Linked DNA regions of Mus musculus: region 2 is linked to region 1. The links are chromatin contacts, called in public ChIA-PET maps. All regions are on one chromosome and are shown on one strand. The core of a region is the stretch at or near the end of the contact, and the rest is flanking DNA. Distances in the headings are between cores, read along the strand shown. Region 1 has its middle 53 kb from the start of Gm33380. Region 2 overlaps F730043M19Rik (RIKEN cDNA F730043M19 gene).

What was found. ChIA-PET counts read pairs in DNA pulled down with a chosen protein or histone mark.
Region 2: a contact with region 1 is called in an RNA polymerase II ChIA-PET map of memory CD8 T cells, with 5 read pairs. The contact joins two enhancer-like sites. A contact is called at or near these places in 3 of 39 promoter capture datasets (hippocampal neurons and liver), 1 of 115 datasets of contacts at active chromatin or transcription factors (memory CD8 T cells) and 1 of 9 other capture datasets (liver).

The regions. Positions count from the first base shown.
Region 1 is chr12:32,632,510-32,637,335 of GRCm38.p6, forward strand. No RefSeq gene overlaps it. Among named protein-coding and RNA genes, the nearest start is that of Gm33380, 53 kb to the left of the region's middle. Within about 2 kb of position 2,867, at least 43 of the 459 cell types and tissues checked have an H3K27ac peak or open chromatin away from gene starts, as enhancers often do. A contact at or near this core is called in memory CD8 T cells, where this site is marked.
Region 2 is chr12:33,129,943-33,134,768 of GRCm38.p6, forward strand. All of the region lies in intron 4 of F730043M19Rik (RIKEN cDNA F730043M19 gene), which reads right to left. Among named protein-coding and RNA genes, the nearest start is that of Atxn7l1, 15 kb to the right of the region's middle. Within about 2 kb of position 2,004, at least 79 of the 459 cell types and tissues checked have an H3K27ac peak or open chromatin away from gene starts, as enhancers often do. A contact at or near this core is called in memory CD8 T cells, where this site is marked.

The DNA.
Region 1 (4,826 bases), core at 1,617-4,116:
GAAATCTCATAGTGGCCTGGATTTTTAAGCTTTGTGTCCTAGCATGAAGATCCGCTGGAGGCTTATTGAGTGTATTGAAAAAACGAAATTTGAGTAGAAGTATTGGTCTGGCCTTGGAGGGAGTCGAAGCTGTAGGATGAGTCCAAGTGGCTGTAACAATCCAGGGATGAAGAGATAAGGGCAGGAGACTGAGTGATGAATAGACTGAGGAGTAGATATGGGGATGGTTTGAGAAGAGCATGTGACACCAGTTAGATGCCAAAGACCATTTGATCAGATTCATTGCAATCGGACCTCCAAGTGTGTCTATTTTGCCAACAGTTGGCAATGTGGGCCAGCTTTAATCGAAGATGGAAGCGAGGCTGTACTTGTTAGATTTTAAAGGGCTGATAAGGCCATTTAATTTAATCTACCCTTCTCAGAACTGCGTGCACAGAAAGCAATTTTTCAGCTTCTAGTGTTTTTCTTTCTGCTCATGGGGTTGGGTAAAAAGTCAACCTTCTGTTCTTTCCTTGTGTTTTTGTTTAACATACTCAGGGAACATTTGGTGCCTGCAGAACCTAAAGCATTTGCAAGAGCTGGGAAAAGATCACAAATTAGCTTCAAATAAGGACAAATGCCCACTCAGCATGGAGAGGCCCTCTTGAATCCTGTGGCTCCCTGGTTGTCTTTTTGTCCATGGTTTCAGCTTGGCGGGATGCCTGGGGGTCAAGAGGGACTTTCAGGAAGCTCTATTCACTTTTGTTTTCAGCTCAACAGCACACAAGCTAATTTTGAAGAAAGAAAGAAAACGATCCAGAAGGGTTATGGTGAGACAGCACTGAGAGGAAATGGCAATAGAATTATTAGGGACAAAAGAAGAAAACAAAGGACGGTATAAATTGGCATGATTAAATACAAAAAGCACCAAACTCCAGTAAACACCACACAGCCTTAGCAGGTCTCTTACTTCTACAGAGAACAGGCTTCTCTGCTCCCTTGCTCTGACTTGAATCTTACGCTGTTTCAGTAGCTTAAGAAAAGGGTGCTGCCATATCCAGGGATCATCCCATAATTGCATACACTAGCAAGATTTTGCTGAAAGGACCCTGATATAGCTGTCTCTTGTGAGACTATGCCAGGGTCTAGCAAACACAGAAGTGGATGCTCACAGTCAGCTACTGGATGGAGCACAGGGCTCCCAATGGAGGAGCTACAGAAAGTAACCAAGGAGCTAAAGGAATCTGCAACCCTATAGGTGGAACAACAATATGAACTAACCAGTACCCTGGAGCTCTTGACTCTAGCTGCATATGTATCAAAAGATGGCCTACTTGGCCATCACTGGAAAGAGAGGCCCATTGGACTTGCAAACTTTATATGCCCCAGTACAGGGGAACGCCAGGGCCAAAAGTGGGAGTGGGTGGGTAGGGGAGTGGGGGGAGGGTATGGGGGACTTTTGAGATAGCATTGGGAATGTAAATGAGTAAAATACCTAATTAAAAAAAGAAAAGAAAAGAAAAGAAAAGAAGAGAAAAGGGTACTTCTTTATTTAGATTCACAATGGCTTTCAACCCATATGACAGTTCTGACTAATGGGCAGACTGTCTGGCCTGGATACAGAAATATACAGAGATAGTTTAAGGCCCAGTTTGGATGCAGCAGACAAAATGGTGAAAGCAGAGTGGAGTCTACTGTGGCTATGGGGCAATCTCACCTCACCTTGACTGCAATCCCACATTTCTGTTGCATCCAATGGTCTTCAAGCAAAGCACCCTCCTGCTTCCAGTTCTTCCTACCCTCCTTCATAACTTACATCTTTTGGGGAGATTTTGGGGAGGGATTCTGTTAGCCAGGGCCATGCCTTTTTAAAAGCTTCCCTGCTGATTTGCTTTCCTAAGTTCTTACTCTCCCCACCCTTCTAGCAGACTCTTCTTACAGGCCCGAAGCAGACAGATTCCTCTCTCCCGGCTGCCCATGAATCAGACAGGTAGTCTGCAAGCACCAATCCTGTGACATAGAACCTCTCACTTCCCCTAAAATATATAAGGAGGGACCCTAGCTCTGCCATGTGGGCATTACCATCTCTCCAACAAAATGCTAACTCCCAAAAGATAACTGACCTTAGTGTTGCCCTTGAACCCTAAACCCAAACACTTGTAGACTTAGGTGATTGATTCATTAGGAGATTGTGTATATTCTACAATAAACTTTACTTCTCAGTCATGACCATCTGAACTCCTTAAGGAATGGTGATGTTTTCCCCTCCTCCAGCTGGGTGATAATGATTCTGATTGGGTCTCAGAGCCAGGATGATCTCAGAGTTGGGGTCAAAGTTGAAGTAGCACTAGGCTTCTGGAAAGGGAGAGGCAACTGAACAACCAGGATGTTTAGGCTTTAGAAAATGTTCCAGAATGCCCCAAAAGGAAGACACAGAAAATCCCATGTTCTCTTAGATTCTGTGACCTCAGCTCTCTGCATGATGACACTGATAGCAAACAAGTCCAGTGTGGTGAGATACATCAGGCAGACCCTCAGCTGCTGAACAAGGAGCCAGGTCCTGCTCTTGAAGGAAGGTGCAGTGAAGTTGGGTTAGGTGTGCTTAGCTCGGTTCCGTTTCCAGGAGAAAGAGAAAGGAAATGCAGAAAGTGAAAGCCAGAAGCATACTGGAAAGAGAAAGGTTGTAACCCCGTGAGAACAGGCAGGGGTTCGTGCTTAGTTATTCCTTGAGGGTGGCAGAATTAGTTCCATTTCCCCTTGCTGGGGAGAACTGAGCTGCTAACACAGCTTGTGCCTGGAGGAAGTAGATCACCTGTCTTTCACAGGGCTAAAAGGGCAAGCTAACAGCTGCATCTCATCTTACCTTAGGAGGCAATGCAGCCTTTCTGAGTGCTCAGACAGACAGAGGAAGTGTGTTTCCTGCATAAACAGTTCTCAGCTCTAGGTAGAGTGAATAACGTTGTAAGGCAAATGGTAAGTGCTGTGCCCATCCCAAGCTTAAGGTTTACTCTGAACTCCCTCCTGGCTTTGCACCCTCTGATCACTTTCATTTCTGATTATTCATGTTACCTACACTGCTGGCATGACCCAGGACTGTTATAGTATGAGAATGCCCCTCTAAGTTCATGCATTTGAACAGCTGGTCTTTAGCTGGTGACATGGTTTTGGGGGGTACAGAACTGTCAGGAAGTGGAGATTCATCACTTCCTAACACCACTGGGAAATACATCACTGGGGGGGGGGGGTGAGTTTTGAGGGTTTGTAGCCTCACTGACTTCCCATCCTATCTCTCTTTCTGTGTGTGGATAAAATGTGACCTCTCTGCTTCTTGCCCCTGCTCCCATGCTTTCCCCATCAATATAGACTCTAACCTCATGGAACTACAATCCAAAATAAGCCCTGTTTTCCCCTAACTTGCTTTCATCAGTTTATTATAGTCACTGTTAATTTCCATATCATTTGTATAATACAGACATCCTTTGGTAGCCTCAGAGAATTAGTTTCCCTCCACCACATACAGAGATGTGCAAATTCTCAAGTATCAAGCACCTTATATATAATGATGTATTAGTAATATTTTTCTATCACTTAGATGTATATGCTCATATACTTTAATTCATCCAGATTATTAATAATACCTGATACAAGAAAAATGCTATGTGAATGGTTTTATGGGTTTTTAAAGGGGAATAATATCAAGAAAACCTAAGCCATGTTCAACAGATGCAATTCTCATACCCCAAGTGTGGACCTCATAAACATGAAAGGACAGCTGTGGTGACTATGCTCCTGATTCTGCACATATCAACTGGATGCTGTTTTGTGTGAAAGAATAGATTAAAATGAAGCCCAGGGTTTAGAATTGGCATGCTGTTAACTGCAGAGGCAGCTAGGTGGACTCAATTACCTTGGCCTTTCCTCCCACCTCTCCCATCCTTTCAGACATTGTGAAAAAGAGTACAAACAAAAATAACAAGTAATCATAAAACCTGAAAGAGAAGGAAGCCAGAATTCCAAATTAGTAAGAAAAGTAAAAGAAGCCTGCAGTGTTTCAAAGGCCCTGCATTTCTTTTGAATGTTAAAAGGCAACTGAGGTTTGTTGCTAACCTCAGCCAAGTATGGCCTGCTGTAATAAATAGCTGCCCATTCAGAAAGAAGCTTACAGACCACTTTATTCATATATATATATATATATATATATATATAGAGAGAGAGAGAGAGAGAGAGAGAGAGAGAGAGAGAAATTAAAAATATGGCTGTCTGGGAGGAGAACACAGAGTATTCTGTGTAACAGTATTTAAGAATAATAGGCCTGGACCAAGAAAACAAGAAGATTGGCTATAAAGAAAATAAAGAACTCATGGGCATTTGTGGAGTCAGATTAGAATAAAGATATCAAAGTAGAAATTTCAGAAACATACTAGTCCCTAGGTGACTTAACTGGCCTTTTATTTTTAAATGATCTATTTATTTTTATTTTGTATGTGTATTTATTTATTGTTTTGCCTGGATGTGTGTGTGTGTGTGTGTGTATATATATATATATATATATATATACACATATATATATAGTGTGTGTGTGTGTGTGTGTGTGTGTGTGTGTGTGTGCTTGGTGTCCACGGAGGCAGAAGAGAGTGTCAGATTTCCTGGAATGGAGTTATAGATGACTGTGACCTGCCATGTGGATGCTAAGAGGCATATGTGGACATACGTCATTCATTTCACTTTACAGAGTGATTATTTGATGCCTAATTGTTATCTGTTTGCAAAGTTGTCTTATGATTCTATACAGTATTTTGGATGCTAATGATAATCTTACCTGATTATTTAACTTTTAGGTCAATTAA
Region 2 (4,826 bases), core at 754-3,253, 500 kb after region 1:
TACCCCAGGGTTCTTCTGGCCCATTGCCTTACTTGGTACTCAGAGGTATCTTTCAGATTCACAGGTACCATTTCACCCCTCCCTCCCTCCCTCCCTCCCTCCCTCCCTCCCTCCCTCCCTCCCTCCCTCCCTCTCCCCATTGTTTCTTCTTTTCTGTTTGTTGCTTGTGCTTTGCTCTGTTTTGTTTGAGGCAGGGTCTCATGTATCCCAAGCTAGCTACCAAGTGAGGGGGGCTGAGGACCACCTTACATTTCTGATCCTCCTGCCTCCACTTCCAGAGCGCTGGGATTACAAATGTGTGCCTCCCTGCCCAGCCAACTCCCTGCTCCCTTTTCTTTAGCGCTTGCCACTTAGCTTGCCACTGGGTTCAATCTTGACCTCCAAATGCCAGCAGGCAGGACTCTAGCTTGGTCCCCAGGATGCACAGTGTTCGTTTTAGCAGACTAGTTTTTGGGAATTGCATTATTTTATTTTATTTTTGCACACTGCCAAACTCTGGCAGCACATGAGGAGGGTGTGAGCCCGTTTTATACACCACACCTTCCACTGGGAAAGCCCAGCAGGTCTCACAGGGGGTCGCCCTGGGAAACAAGAGTCCGGATTCTAAGCCTCCAAGCCAGGCTTCATGGAGACAACATTCACCCAGGAGATGCGGGAAGGTTGCTTAGGAGACAAGGCGGCTCTAACAACCGAGTTAGAACAGTAAATAAAATTGCCATCTGTTGAGTTCTTAATATGGGCTAGGCACCGTGCCAAGCGTTTTACAAGTGTTAGCTATCTCCTTTTTAAACCTGCTTAAATTGTGGAATAAAATACTCCTGGATTAAAGTGTTCAAAACAAATGCATGGTATAAGGAACAATCACAGGGCAAACAGTGCAGTTACCTCCAGGGTCAAGTCAGAGCATCCCAAGTCCTGGAGAATGGCCTGTTGGGGGAGCGCCCCTGTGGGCTCCCACCCTCTCCTCTCTGAGAGGCCCCACTGTGATTTCATGCCAATCCCTTCTTGTCTTTGGACTTTTCTCAACATGTGATAGGAAATGCAAGCTACACCGTTTGTAGCTTAGTTTTGTTTTCAGATGCTATGTCTTCTTGGGGGTTGCTGGAGATTGAGCCCAGAGCCTTGGAACATCCCAGACAAGCACGCTCCCAAGTTTCCATCTCATAGTTCAGGGCTGTGTAGTACTCCAGGGGGTGGTCTCACAGGTCTCCAACCATCAGCAGCACTGAGTTCCCCAATACCATCCTTCCAGTTGGGATCATCAGATTTTACAAACTGATGAACATGGATCCTATTTAGCTAGAGCTTCAATGGTGATGAAACTAATTTTTAAAATACTTAAGTTATTAATATATGCTATCAATCAATATATTATTAAGTTATTAATATTAATGAGTTATATTTCATGCATTCATCTGTCTTTTTTTGCCTCTTTTGCTGGGTGTTACACAGGTGGTTTCATGTGAATTGCTCTGTATTTTCCTTCATTAATGAGGCTGCCCCCCCAACAAAGACACACACACACTTGCAGACACACACACACACACACACACATTCACATACACAGAGATGCACACAGACACACGCACACACTCACACACACACAAGACAGACAGACACACACACTCACATACACTCACACTCACGTACACAGAGATACACACACAGACACACACGCACTCACCCATATAATACAGATACACACATGCACACACTCAAGACAGACACACACATAACACACACACACAGACACACACAGAGACACACACAGACACACAGACACACACACAGACACACACACAGACACACACAGACACACACACACACACAGACACACACACACACACACACACACACTGCTGTGTCTGTGCCTCTCCTGTCAGAACTTCCGGTTCTCTGCTCCATCCTTTTGCGTCTGTCTTTTTACCTCCTGCTCTTGTCGGTTTCAATTCTGGACACATGTTCTCTAGTGGTTTTGTATTGCACGTATTTTCTTCCGTTTCCATGCAACTACTTAATTCTCACAGTGGTTCCAGGAAGTAAAGGTTACCGATATGGCAGCAGAGAGGCCAGGTCACCCCAGACTCAGAGATGAGCTCTTCCTGCTCTGCTACACTCAGGCCTGCCCTTCCCAATGCTCCCAGTGCTCCCAGTGCTCCCAGGCTGCAGCCCAGCAAGAGCACCCCAGGGAGCCTCTCTCTTCCTCTTCCTTCTTCCTTCATCTTCGGCTTCCTTTTAATTTCATTTCCTGTTTCCCACTTAGGCAGCAGCCTATGACCCCCAGCTCCAAAGATCACCCTAGAGCTCTCCCTCCTGCTCCACAAAGCAGTCCTGTGAGGCGCTGTGCCTTCCTTCCATGAGCAGGCTTCCAGATCGCACACACCACATCAAGGCTCAGGTGCTGTTCTGTGTGAGCAGCTAAAGCAGGGGCGGCTGTAAGCACAAGGGCCGAGTACTGATCTCAAAGCAGGTTCCCTCCTAGAGGTCTGCTTTTGTCCGGAGGCTCCCCAATTTCTATGGCCTCTCCTTTTGTCCTGGTGGTAGATCCTCTCTCCCCAATTTCTGCCATGTCTGCACTCTCTGCCAAGCCCACTCAAGCATACAGGCAGTCTAGATAACTCTTGCCACTTCTCCCCTGGCAGTCCTCACTTTGGTCTAGCCATCCCCGGCTCTCCCAGACCCTCCAAGTTCACTGCCTGAGTTGATTCTGAATCCACCATTCCCTCTTCCCGGTCCCAAGAGGGTTTGTTAGAAAGGCCAGCCTGCTAGGTCAGATTACATGTATCCTTCACCATCTTCTCCCTTTCCTAGGAATAAAATTCCAAAGGTGCTGGGTGTGTGTAATACTTCTCACTGTCATTCCTGTCTTGCTCTCAGCTCAGTTCTGCAAGAGCGAGGGCTGTCTTTCCCACAGGGCCTTTGCACACGCTGTCTGCACTGCCTGGGATCCCCTGGCCACCCTCACCAGAGCTCTGCCGATACAGCTTCAATCAGAGCCAAGGTTTTTCAAGTTTCTACACTCACAATCCCTGTTTGCCCAGGAAAGTTGTGCACAGCTCGAGAGTGTATAGGTCTATAAAATCTGTGTACAAATAAAACATTTGCAGATAATAAATCATAAAGAAATTTATTTTAAAGCAATTCTGTAGTATACATGTAATTTTTACTATTTATTAACGATTAAAGCAAGTTTGCATAATAATTCGACACCATGCTTGTTTCCATAAATGAACCAAGTCTTGGCTGGATATGTGATATTGTAGGATCTCCAGCACCTCCATCATCTTTCAGAGTGGGTCAATATTTTGATTGTATAACTGTCAATACCAAGAAGGCTGCCTCTCACGAATGCATAGTACAAAATGTTGGGAGTATGACTGGGACCCCTTCAGAATTATTAGAGATTCTGTCCTACTCCCACACCATAATCCACTGAATGATTTCTATGAAACTCAAATAACAATTCTTTTTTTTTTTTTTTTTTTTTTTGAGATAGGGTTTCTCTGTGTAGCCCTGGCTGTCCTGGAACTCACTTTGTAGACCAGGCTGGCCTTGAATTCAGATATCCACCTGCCTCTGCCTCCTGAGTGCTGGGATTAAAGGCGTGCACCACCACACCCAGCTCTCAAATAACAATTCTTAACATCAAACTTTCTAACAGCGAACAGTCAGAGACACAATAACTTCATACCCATGGGCCGAGGAAGGACGGCAGGAAAACACTCTGTTTTCCACAGTTCCAGCCTGGCCTGTCTGCAAGAGCAGAAAACTGCATGCACAGTGGAGCACTCTACAGCAGTCGTAGCTCAAATCTGAGCTGAGCCTTCCCCGGCAGGAACCATCAGCACTGAGTAACGTCATACACGGTGCAAAATACGGGTGTAGTGTTCAGAAGAAAGGCTTTGTGAGGGCCTGTGATGCGGCAACCCCGGGAGCACTGGGTTGTGTGGCTTAAAACTACTTTTTAATTGTTGTATGTTCAGTGAGCTTTTAATACGGCCAAAGCCTTTGAGACCTTCAGATTTAGCCTCATGACACCACATGGGGTCACAGCACACACTTTATGAGGCCTTAGACTACTTCCTGTTAGGCTGCTTCACATCGGCTGAAGTAGAGGTTAGAATGGTTCATTTAAACAAGTGGCTGTCATTCCCATTGGACAGGATGGCCACCCCTGACACCCGTGTTGCTGGGGGTGTAGGACATGTGGGCTCATCATAGCAATGTCTCGATTAAATTACTCAGTCCCCTTTGACCCACATTCACTTTTATGTGTTTGCCCTTTAAAAATGCGCCCATAGGCTACATAAAGACATGCTCGGTAGTTTTCTTTGCATGTTATTTATAGTACAGACAAGCTCTACCAAGAAGACCACAGTTACACTGTGCTGCATTCATAATGTAGACTACTACTCAGCTCTTAAAAAGAAATGAGTATTTGTGAACAGAGGGTACTCAAGACATATTAACTAAAAAGCAAATTCAGAAGACTATGATTTTTGTTTGTTTTTTTGAGACTGGGTTTCTCCCTGTAGCTCTGGCTGTCCTAGAACTTGCTCGGTAGACCAGGTTGGCCTCTAACTCGGAGATCTTCCAGCCTTTGCCTCCTGAGTGCTAGGATTAAAGGTGTGTAACACCCACCACCCAGCTACTATATATTTCTATAATTACTTTTTTCTGTTTTATTACTACAACAATTTAATAATCGAAAAACTTTAATAATAGTGGAAAATAATAATCACACAGCAAACGTGCTGTGTCCTTTTCCAGTAAGTTCTGTGAAGTCATCGCCGTCTATGGCCCACTCACTGCTATTTCCCCAAAGT